2 separate regions of the Triticum aestivum genome follow, and region 2 is linked to region 1. The links are chromatin contacts, called in public Hi-C maps. All regions are on one chromosome and are shown on one strand. The core of a region is the stretch at or near the end of the contact, and the rest is flanking DNA. Distances in the headings are between cores, read along the strand shown. Region 1 holds the start of LOC123129075 (disease resistance protein RGA5). Region 2 overlaps LOC123129077 (disease resistance protein RGA5).

Region 1 (5,957 bases), core at 1,318-3,817:
CACTTTGGCAGAGTTCACACACTATGAAAAAAAGAGCCCCTGCTTGTTCGTGCTCCAAAGCCTGATGGGGAAGCCCGAAAGGCCTGTGAGAAGTGAGTTTGGTTCTTCTACGAAAAAAGTAGGATGTCCTCAAGAAAGGATGGCTTGAATAACTTCGTTGCAAAATATTATGAATATTCTTTGGTGCATTTGGAAATCCAGGAACAACAAACGCTTTGACAGGAAAGATGGATCCCCATCCCATGAAATCTGATACGCTGATTTCTAGAGCCAAGGTCTACTCAGACGCCTCATGGAAAAACTCTTTCTCTACAAATCCTACAAATGCTCCTCCCACAGGGATTGGTGTACACATTCAGCTCGAACAGGAGCAGCACAAGATCGACATCTTCATTACAGGGACATGCACAACAGTTTTTTCTCCATTATGGATCTGATATACTCCCTCCGTTTTCTAATATAAGATCTTTTAACTTTTTCTTGATTCATATGTATTTAGAAACATTTTAGTATACATGTTCACTCATTTTAGTATGAATATAGACAATATTTTAAAATAACTAAAAGGTCTTATATTATGAAATGGAGGGAGTAGAACTGCACTCCTATACGAATTGGTCCACAGCAGAAAAAAAGGTTCAGAAAGGGGTTGTTGCTTCTGGACATAAGAAGTTGATAAACAACAAGTATGATACCATCAAGCAACTCCAAAAGGAAACAGAGATGGTGTGAAAGCTCTAAAAATACATGTAGCGATTTTGGTATCAATTCTTTGTATTTTCGCTGATCGTCGGCTGTGTATGTTTTTTTTACCTGAGAATGTAGGAATTTCTTCCCCGTGTATCTTGAAGGTTAAAGAATAACACAAACAAGTGTTTTTTTACCTTCCGAGCGACCTGCATAAGTCAGAAGGTTAAGGAATAGCACAAACAAGTGTTTCAGGTCTAGAGTACATCTCTATCTATATGTAATAATGTGCATGTTATGAATTGTTTCACGAATGAAATCATTGATCATTAACAAGAAGATAAGACTAGTATAATGATGACAGATTGTGCAAGCCCTTTAATTGGAGAGACATTGTTATTGGGTCAGAAATGCACATGTCAGACCATCCTCAAATACATATTACTGGTACATCAATTATGTAAGACACCGAACATGCTAATATGATGCTCCATATTACTGGTTGTTCCTGAAATAGAGGGGTATATCATATTAATTTCACAAGTTGTTCCTGCAAGTGCAACGAATCCTTTTCTCAACTCTGTCGATGGTACAACCTTTCCTTGGATGCTTCATCAAATGTATGTTTTCTGTTTATTTTGTAGAGTGTTAGCTACATTAAACTTACAATGCCTTTTGTTTTTCTCTAGCAGAGAATTGTTGTGTAGAGTGTTAGCTTTGCACAAAAGTTAAGATAACCTTATCCATACACTGGTTCATATTAAATCTGCTTTCAGATGTGAACGCCAATCTTACAAAAATATCGTGTCAGGTATAAAAATGCCAATCAGCGCTGGCCAAATCTTACAAAAATATCGTGTTAGATTTTCTTTTTGCGTGATAGATATAGAATTTGTTGCCAGCTGCTATTACCCTTGAAGGAAATACTGGATCTTAAGTGTTTCAGGAATTCTGACAATGATTAACATTCGATGTAACATGATATTTTCTATCAAATTAAATTATCTTACTCATGAAAGCACAACTTTGCCATTACCGTGCAATAGTTTTCTCATCGACATTGGAGGAAAATTTCGGACTTGATAGCACCGAGAGTAGTGGCTATAGAAAAACTAAGTGACGCGCCTTTTCCGGTCAAGCATGTGGGTTGCGTCTTTTGAGTCACCGATTAGTGCGCTAACTACAGAAAATTAGCGTTGGCGCTTTCAAGTCACCGGTTAGTGCGCGTGTCTCACGGATAGAAAAATACTAGTTTCGTGCAACTGGGCTGGAGTTATGCAGGTCGATGAACATGGTAATAATAGGCACTCTCTTTTTGAAGCAGAGAGCTTTCGTTAACTAAAACAGGGGGGGGGGGCGAGGGGGGGGGGGGGGGGGGGGTTACAATGGAGCGGGGCAACGCCTCCTGTTACTACTAGCTCCAGCAGCATGGTATGGTAATAATAGATTTGTTAAGCTAAAAGGCTAACTAAACAAAAATTAACGAGTACCGACTAAGACCTAGCTAGCTAGCTTGAGTTGGCATCTCATGACGTGCCACGGTAAGCGTTTATTATACTGAATGAGCAGATGAATCTTTCGGGCGAAGAGAGCTTGTGGTGAACAACGTGGAGGGGCATGCATTTGAACAGATCTGGAGTAGCTAGATGAACTTTTTGACTAGACCGACTTGGTAGCAGTGAGCATCTTAGCTTAATTTACAATCTCGGGGTAAGAGAAACTTGTCTTTAGCTCTGCAAGTAGAGCAACTTGACCCAAAATTAACTGCTTAATTACGGCCGGCCGATGTAACCATGCTAGCTTAAGGCCGAGAGAGGACAGTATCATTCAGCGCACACTTCTTTCGCATCCACACACACACACAAAAGAACTGAGCGAAGGAGCATCTGAGCTAGCACTACGAGCAACCATGGAGGCGGCTCTGGTGAGTGCAGCGACGGGGGCCTTGAAACCCGTCCTGGAGAAGCTGGGCGCTCTGGTGGGTGATAAGTACAAGCGGTTCAAGGGTGTGTGTGACGATATCAAGTCACTCACACGTGAACTCACTGCCATGGAAGCATTTCTTCTGAAGATGTCGGAGGAGGAGGATCCTGATGCTCAGGATAAGGTGTGGATGAATGAGGTGAGGGAGCTCTCCTATGACATGGAGGACTCCATTGACGACTTCATGCAGAGTGTTGACGTCGAAGATACAAAGCCAGATGGCTTCTTGGAGAAGATGAAGAACTTGCTGGGGAAGGTAAAGGCTCGGCACCGGATCGGCAAGGAGATACAAGATCTGAAGAAGCAAATCACTGAGGTGGCCCAGAGGAATGAAAGGTACAAGGTCCGTGAGGCCTTCTCCAAGAAAAAAAATGCAACCATCGACCCCAGAGCTCTTGCCATCTTTCAGCATACCTCTGAGCTTGTCGGAATTGATGAACCCAAGGCCAAGGTAATTAAACTGTTAACTGAAGGTACGTCGACACAAGAGAAGACGAAGTTGGTTTCCATCGTGGGATCTGGAGGAATGGGGAAGACAACTCTTGCAAGCCAAGTGTATGAAGATCTCAAAGGAAAATTTAAATGTCAGGCCTTCTTAACCGTGTCAAGGAATCCAGACATGATGAATATCCTCCGGACAATATTACGTGCAGTTAGTGGCCAACATTACAGAGACACTGAAGAAGGAAGTATAGAACAGCTCATCATGAAGATCAAGGATTTCCTAGTAGACAAAAGGTACCATTTCTATTTTAACTTCTCCTCCTCCTCCTCCTCCTCTGAGATCAAAATATAGTTACAGAAGGTACAATTTTTATTTTAACTTCTCCTCCGCTGACATCAAAATATAGTTAAAAAAATTATTTAGATATTTCGCCTCAAAATAATCTTGTATTTTTGTATAATAAAAATAGTTATGTGAAGTATTATGTTCATTCTTTATATTTTCAATAGTTGGTGCAAAAAGTAATGGCCAAATGTGTGTAGTCGAGTTCACCTTGATGCCGAGTAAATAAAAATAGAGAAATCAACGAAAACCACAACATATGACATAGCCTTAAAGCAACTATTATAGGGGGCTTATAGACAATTGAAAATGAGAGTGTGGGCCCTCCCGCGAGAGCCTACTTTGTGTTCCAAGGCAAATATATCTAAGAGACAATGTCATCATATGTTTTTTTAGAAGAAGAGGATTATCCCTAGCCTCTGCATCAATTGATGCACACAACCATAATTTTTAAGTAAAGTAGCCACAAAGTACGCAGTTCGACACAAGTTCAGAAGCAAAACCGAATAAAAAGAAAAGGAATGTGGGGTTGTTATAGACTCTACCCCATTTAGGCATGTCCCAAACAAATTGGCAGAGCTATTAGGAGGACTGACATTAAAGGACACATGTATTGTACACCACAATAACTTGGCTAGTGGGCATTTGAGGAAAAGATGTTGGATAGATTTATGCTGATCACAGAGACAACACCGCTTACTACCGTCCCAACTATGCTTTGCCAAGTTGTCCTTAATCAAGACCACTTCGGGTGAATTTGTACAATCGTGTTCACCCGAAGGACCCTCGCGTTGCCCCCGCCCTGGGCGACTCGGGGGCTTTTCCAACCCTAGGCGTCGCTGCCGTCCTCTCCTCCTCCCCTCATCGCGCCGCCGCCGGGTGAAACCCGCGTGGCAGACGGCAGCGGCGGGGGGACTTCCTCTCCCAACTCCCCTTCCTCCGCGAGCGACATATCTAGGAGGCAGGTGGCGAGGTGGAAGAACTCGGCGAGCGGTGGCGGGGCAAGGGGCGCGCGGTGGCGGGCCTCGGCAGGTGGTGGCGGACGCTGGGCTCGCGGCAGTGCTCCGGCATGTGTAGGCGGCGGTGGCCCCTGTGCGCAGTCGGTGGCTCCCCTCTCTGACCCGGACGACACAAGGGGTGGCGGAGGCCCGACGTGGCCGGCGATCTTGGATGTGGTGGGGCCGGCTACTCGCTGGTCTGCCGGAGATCCAGGGGCATCATCGTCTCCGACTCGATCTGCTTCGGTTCGTGCTAGATCCGGTACAGGGGACTGTCGTCATCTCCCGGTGCTGGCTACATGGATCTAACGGCGACGACTGGACCCTTGGTCTAGTCTTCAACAGAGAAGGCGGTGGTCTGTGCACAAGAAGTGGATGGAGTTCTTCGAACAGATTTGGGTGAAAACCTGCTCTTGGCTAGATGCCAAAGCCGGCAGTGGTGGCGCTCTACGGTGTCGTTCCCTTCTTGAAGTCATCGCTGTGGAGAAGTTCTAGACTATGATCTGCTATCTCCGGGGGGAACTCTAGATCGATAGATCAGAAGACGACGGCGCGTTTGTGTCATTCCCCCTTGGGGGCGTCTTTCTTGGAGGTGTACGCGGGCTCGAGGGACCAGTGGACGACGTCTTTGGTGGAGCGGTGGTTCATCATGCACATTGATGGTGACAGATCTCGATGGCATGGCACTCTGGAGATTAGGCGTCTGATGTGCGATGATGGACTCGCGCAGGACGGTGACACTGTTTGGCGTCGTGGTGGCGTCGACGGCAGCTAGACCGGGCAAGGTAGATGCAACAGTACAACTCTGAAGATGGATTGGTGGCAGGTGGTTGCGGCCGCCTCATACCCGGCAGACGTCATGATTGAGGAGTGCGCCGGACTAGTGGGTGCCCCATATCTGGCAGGTGTCCTGATTGGGACCTCAGGTCTTAGATGTTAGGTTTGGCTGTGAGGTCTGTTTGGTATTAGGCCCAGACTATCAGCATCCCTTCATCAACTAGATAGGAGTAGCGACAGATGTTACCTAGACGGTGGCTTTAGTCTTACTGTTGTATGACTTTGTAAGGTCTTGTGTGAATAATTAATAAAATGGCTGCATGCATCGTCCAGATGCAGAGGCCGGGGGTCCTCCTCCTTTAAAAAAAACATAAATATCTTTATTTTTAAGAGCACCTTAATATTCCAATATGAGGCAACTCTGGGATTGGACCAGTGTTTATCTAATCTATATACACAAATTTAATTGAGAATACCCCTGACACCAAAAACTTTCAGTGTAGTGCATCTGGATCCTTGGAAAGTTTAGCATATCCATCAACCTACACACAAGATGTAGCCATTTATCCCATCGTTCCTCCACTAGGGATCTCGTGAACTGAATATTTAAGGGTACCGATTCTAGTATTGTGTTTATGAAGGCGTATGTACGTTGTACAATATTATAAAGGGTTGAATATTGTATGGCCAATGGTGTCTCCCCTAGGTCCTAGCGTGTATCTTGC
Region 2 (5,735 bases), core at 2,025-4,524, 130 kb before region 1:
TTGGTGGGTGTTCCTAGTTTATCTATTGGGACACACAACAAAGTTCGTCGGCTCTCCCTGCAAGCCAGCAAGCAAAAAGAACTGATAGTGCCAAGAGGCTTGGTGTTGTCTCATGTCCGATCACTTGATGTATTTGGGGAATCTGTGAAAATTCCTTCTATGGATAAGTTTAGGCATTTGCGTTTTCTGGACTTTGAACATTGCGACCAACTGGAGAACCATCATCTTGAAAATATAGATAAACTGTTTCAGCTGAGGTACCTGAGCCTCCGAGGGGTGAAGAAAGTAAGCAAGCTTCCAGAACAAATCGGACGCCTATGGTGCTTAGAGATACTGGAGTTAAGAGGCACCTCTGTTTATGAGTTACCAGCATCTATTGTCAATCTCAAGAGACTGGTGCGCCTATTAGTAAGAGGTAATGTTACTCTTCCTTGTGGAATTTCTAAGCTACAAGAACTGGAGAAATTGAGGCTTGTCAGTGTCTATAGCCAGTCATTTAACTTCCTGCAAGAATTTGAGCAGCAGCAGAGTCTGAAGGTATTGGTTCTTGATTTTGAGGATTATAATAATGCTGACCGAGTGAATGCTGAAAATGAGTCCAAGAAAACTATTATTGTTGCTTCCCTTAAAAACCTAGGGAACCTTCTCTCTCTAACTGTTTGGCATGGTCCTGAATTTGTAAGGGAGTCTTTGTGCCCTATGCCACTTAGCCTCCAGAAGCTGAAAGTCCGTGGTTCTATTATTCCCCATGTTCCAAATTGGGTCAGCTCCCTTGTCAACCTCCTGGACATACGCCTTCAATTGGCGGGAGTTGAGCAGAAGGATTTCTATATCCTTGGAGGGTTACCTGTTCTGCGTTGTCTGATTCTGAGAATTGATGGAAGGGAAATCAGAAATACCTCATTAACAGAAGAGCCTGAAGTTACAAGGGTCATAGTCTGTGGCGAAGTTGGATTCCCATGCTTGAGGATATTTAATTATAATAGTGAGTATGCTGTGATGAATTTGACGTTTGCGGCTGGAGCCATGCCCAAGGTAGATGACCTCAGGATACAATTTCACGCAGCAGAAACTGGGTCTCTCGGTACCAGCGGTGATTTTGATCTCGGAATAGAAAATCTCTCCAGCCTTGTTAAAATCAGATGTTATGTATGGGGGTACGGGGCCGATAGCAGCACAGTTGAGGCTGCAAAGGCTGCCATTCGGGAAGCAGCCAACGCACATCCCAACCGCCCTACTCTTGACTTGGACTGGTAATGCGTTGCCGGAATCGAGGTACTAACTTTTTCTCCCATGAAAGAGCATGTACATTAATCCACAAGATCTATGTATCTCTCCTATTGCCTCACATGATATTTTGTCTGTCTTTTTCAGTTCGGGGAACAATTCCAATTAGGCTGCAATGCCAAAGGTTCATCATCACTGCATTTCTGAGATCGAAGAATTCATCATTCTCTGCGAGGATGGATCTGCCTCCCTGCTGGTACCTACATAGTCAAACCTAGTAAGTATATCTTTATTATGGTTGCCATTCATACTCACAGCATCCCTAGCTAGAGAACTGCTTTCTGCACCCTTCAGATAGAGATACAGCATATGTGAGGTGCCTGCAGTTTTTTAATCTAATAATGCGCTCCTTTGGGTCATTGGCCTTCTGTTAGCGAAGCGGAGATGGAGAAGAAACTGGGAGGGGAGCCAGAAGAGCAAAGCCGACAGCAGGTGACCCAAACTCAACTCAACTGAACTTTGCATAAATAAATCCTCCTCTATCTATGGGTGTTTGGCCAATCTTCTGGTTCAGGGTCTTAACTGAACTTAACTAGAAACATGTCGTGCTTCAGGGCTGAGCAGAAGATGTCGTCGATGCTGTCGTGTCGTGGGAGAACACCGAGCACAAGGCTCTTGACGTGAAGCTCTGAACGCCAGAGGACTCGATTCTGAATCTGGACCTTGCCTAGTTCAGAGCTTCACGTTCAGATGCTGAATCTGGACACTTTAGTTGCAACTAAAGTGTCTTCACAACTGCAGGAGAAACTTGAGAAAAAGGCAGAATAGGCGGAGGAGAAACGGCGGGAACAGGTAGTGACGATCCAGAACAAGGGGGCAGAGGAGGGAGAAGCTGCTGCCGTGGAGATGATCAGGTCCAGACTCCAAAAGGAAAAATGCTCTGCTGCTTCGGCTGAGCAACCTACTGTAGCTCGCAGAAGATGTGATCTTCAATGTCCGAAAGCTTCGATCCTGCATGCATTTACATCTGGGAGAGAGAATTCACCTTGTTTTTACCTCTGTTTACACATTTTTCAGAGTAATTACCTCTTTGAACAGTTTTCAGCCGGATTACCACGTTTTGTTGGCGACTCCTCCCTTCTTAATGTGAAAACAGAGCACCTGCTCTGTTCGCCAAAAACAAGAACAGAACAGACAAGAACAAACATGGGATGCTGGGAGGGTGTTCATGGACTCCATTATTCAGAATTTCAGACTAACTAAGCACAACATATCTGACCAGATACATGCAGCCATGCTAACATGGATTATGGATCTCTCATACTCCCACATCTGAAATTCCAATCAAAAGGACGTTCGGTAGCATCTGAAGGACGGTCGACGGTCGGCTCAATGTACGTACACCACAAGCACGCTGCATGGACGTGTGGTTGCGCTCCAGCTCCGGTGTGCAGATCGATGAAGCACGACTTAGAAAGAAACCTAGCTAACGCCATCGTACTGGTGGTCAACAAGAAGGGAAAAGAACAGGGGTAGCAACACAAGTCACAACTCTGTGACAGACTCCTCTCATCGCCCATAGAGGTGTGCTGTGCACACGACTTGCAAAACTGTGTGCGATCTTCGTATTCAACCGTGAGAGACTTTCGCCGTTGTCCCCCTGAATCACTTCCTCGCGGGCGGCCACAAACTGCTCGGTCAGGGAGGAAACAGAGCATCGGGTCAACACGAGCAGAGGAGCACACACAAGTTTCAGGCAACCAATGCTTTCTATTTTATTTATTTTTCCAACTGAGTTCTTTTTTTTTGCGGGTGAAAAGGGTCTTTTTTTCACTTCCGCTTCGGTACACCCTCCCTAAACACATCGATGGCTGAGATTACTCCATACCCCTTCATAATAAAGGGCATGATGGTCTTTTCTTCAAAGTTTTTTTTTTCTGAGAAAAGTATTTTCTTCAAAGTCCGCTGCCTGCATACGATACGAGGCCGTAGAGGCAAGAAGTCGTCAAGGGCGGCTCACCTGGGCCGGCCCATCTGCAGGTGTGCGTTCACTACAGAAAAATAACGAAAAAAAGGACGCTGCTAGGAATCGAATCTGCATCTATCAGTCTATGTGAACACTAAGCTAACCACTTTGACAACCAATCTGCTATGTCAGAGTTCCAGCACGAATCATTAAGAAACTAAAGATCGCCGCAAAATTTAAAAAAATAGTTCGCAAAATTAAGATAAACCAAAGTGTGCAATAGGGATCGAATCAGGGACATCACACCAGTCAACCATGACAGTAGCCACTATACCATCTGAGATTTCGTGTCCAAAAAGGTAACTCAGTCTATATGAACCAAAAGCCGCGACAATATTTAAAAAAAATCAGACCCCATTTTCTAATTGGAAAAGGTAAATATTTGTAGAAACGCGGTCATTTAAAAATTTGTGATAGTTTAAAAAGAACTAGAACATTTTTGTGAAAACATGAACATTTTTTGGGAATCATAAAAGGAACAAACTAAAAATGATAACATATTTTGGAATTGCAAACAATTTTTTGGGAGACTTGAACACAAATTTGTGTTTTTGAAAAAACCTAAAATATTTTGTGAAGACACGAGTTTTGGGACTCTCAAACATTTGTTTTACAAAGGAAAAAAGCAATGAAAAGGAGAACATTTTAAAAAAATAGGAACTAAACTGAAAACACGATCCTTTTTAAAAATTACGAACAGTTGTTTCAAAGTGTGAACATTTTTTTGAAATTCTCAAACATTTATTGAATTTGCGAACAACTGTTGAAATCAAGAATACTTTTGGAATTTGCGAACAAATTTTGTAACCTCGTCGTCCTGATTACACTACTTGCCATCCGACTACGCTGCCACTCGTGATATTTAAAAGCAGGAAATGTATAAGGGTCAACTACCGTATCGATGGAAGAAAACTTGCATTCGTTTACCATGCCTACATTTACCATGCCTACATGTATAAGCATGCACACACGCCTGTTATCAAGAAACATGTTTTCTCAAACATGATAAGAATAAACTAATTTTCTAAATCTTTTTCAACGAGAACTTTATTGACTTTGTGAACAAATTTTGTGTAAAAAATATAAAAAATGTGAAAAAGAAAAAGGAGAAACAATAAATATAAAATATAAAATATAAATGACAACAAATTTTGCCAACAGTTGGGCATGCCCAATGTTGTCCACCATGCAAGCTTTGAACGAGTTCGGTCTTGTGTTTTAGGGTTTTTTCACCGAAAAATCTATAACAAAGATATAAAATGTCAACAACCAACATGCATGCTGGCCATGGTGATGCGAGGGTGTGGAAAAAATTGATTGAGTTCGGAGGTGAAAAAAAGTGGTTCAAAACTTGCCCTTCCGGCCTACCCGAACATACCAAATTGTACACTGTGTGTCTGGTTCGAAGCATAAAACCACTGAAAAATGTTCCATGTGCTCATGAAATTTTTAAAAAGCTCACAAGTCTGAAATAAAACTGCAGACTCAAAAAAGTTCATGAATTTGAAATAAAACCGCAGACTTAAAAAATCATGAATTTGAAAAAAGGTCATGAGTTCGTAAAAAATTAATTTAAAAAATTATAAATTTGAAAAAGTTGACGAATTTTAAAAAGTTCTGTGAATAAGTATAGGAAGAAAAATATTAATAAATAAGGAAAAAAGAAAAAAAACCCAAAGAAAAACGGCCAAACTGAAAAAATAATCAGATGGAAAATGCGTGTTTTTTTATTAGCATTATACTTTGATAAGTAGAAGGAAATAAGTTTAATGACACAACAATTGAAGGAGCGCAGTGGTTACCAGCTTCATGAGTAGAGGTGGCTGTTGTGGGTTCGAATCTCACAAAGCGTTGTATGTATTTTTTGAAGTTTAATAAAACGAAAGAAACAAAATGACACTGTATAGACGCCTAGGCTAATGTACATCCGTATATATCCAGCAAACTGTGTATTGATATGTCAAAGGATCATACTGCCCTTTATACGTTTTGTGAGGGGGGGTGTACCGGTTCAGCACATCACCAGGCCCTGAACCAAGCCACACAGCCGTGCGCTTTTGTACTCTACCAAAACTTGCTAGGTAGTGGCTGACGCCATTTTGCTCCCGAGCTACATGTGTGAGCTTACAATTCCTCCCTTCCCTCATAAGTCTCTTGGTTTGGTCAACCAGCATGGCATACCGAGACCTATCACGCTCCGGTCCTGTTAACATATTATAGCCGACCAAGCAATCAGTCTCCACCATAACTGGCATTTGCGTCCACTGCAGTGCAAGGTTGACGCCCTCCATGCATGCAGATAGTTCTGCCTCCAGTGCATCCGAGCACGCACGAAGTTGTCTGCACGATGAGAAGATGATCGCCCCTGAGCTGTCTCGAAGCACCATTCCCGCACCTGCCGAGCCAGTACGCGGACAGAAAGAACCATCGACGTTCAGTTTCGTCCATCCGGCCGGCGGCAGCACCCATCTTGCCGGTGCTC

What was found. A called contact is a pair of places that touch in the nucleus more often than the background predicts.
Region 2: a contact with region 1 is called in a Hi-C map of an unstated tissue, with 4 times the contacts expected there. The contact joins the enhancer-like site here to the promoter of LOC123129075 in region 1. A contact is called at or near these places in 3 of 5 Hi-C or Micro-C datasets (leaf and an unstated tissue) and 1 of 1 datasets of contacts at active chromatin or transcription factors (leaf).

What each region holds. Positions count from the first base shown.
Region 1 is chr6A:613,682,265-613,688,221 of IWGSC CS RefSeq v2.1, reverse strand. It overlaps LOC123129075 (disease resistance protein RGA5), which reads left to right and starts at 2,567. Exons shown (of 3, transcript XM_044549221.1): 1 at 2,567-3,408. The coding sequence starts at 2,597.
Region 2 is chr6A:613,817,535-613,823,269 of IWGSC CS RefSeq v2.1, reverse strand. It overlaps LOC123129077 (disease resistance protein RGA5), which reads left to right. Exons shown (of 6, transcript XM_044549228.1): 3 at 1-1,275; 4 at 1,375-1,483; 5 at 1,662-1,719; 6 at 1,842-2,112. The coding sequence ends at 1,257. Among protein-coding and RNA genes, the nearest start is that of LOC123129077, 5.8 kb to the left of the region's middle. Within about 2 kb of position 3,274, at least 1 of the 8 cell types and tissues checked has an H3K27ac peak or open chromatin away from gene starts, as enhancers often do.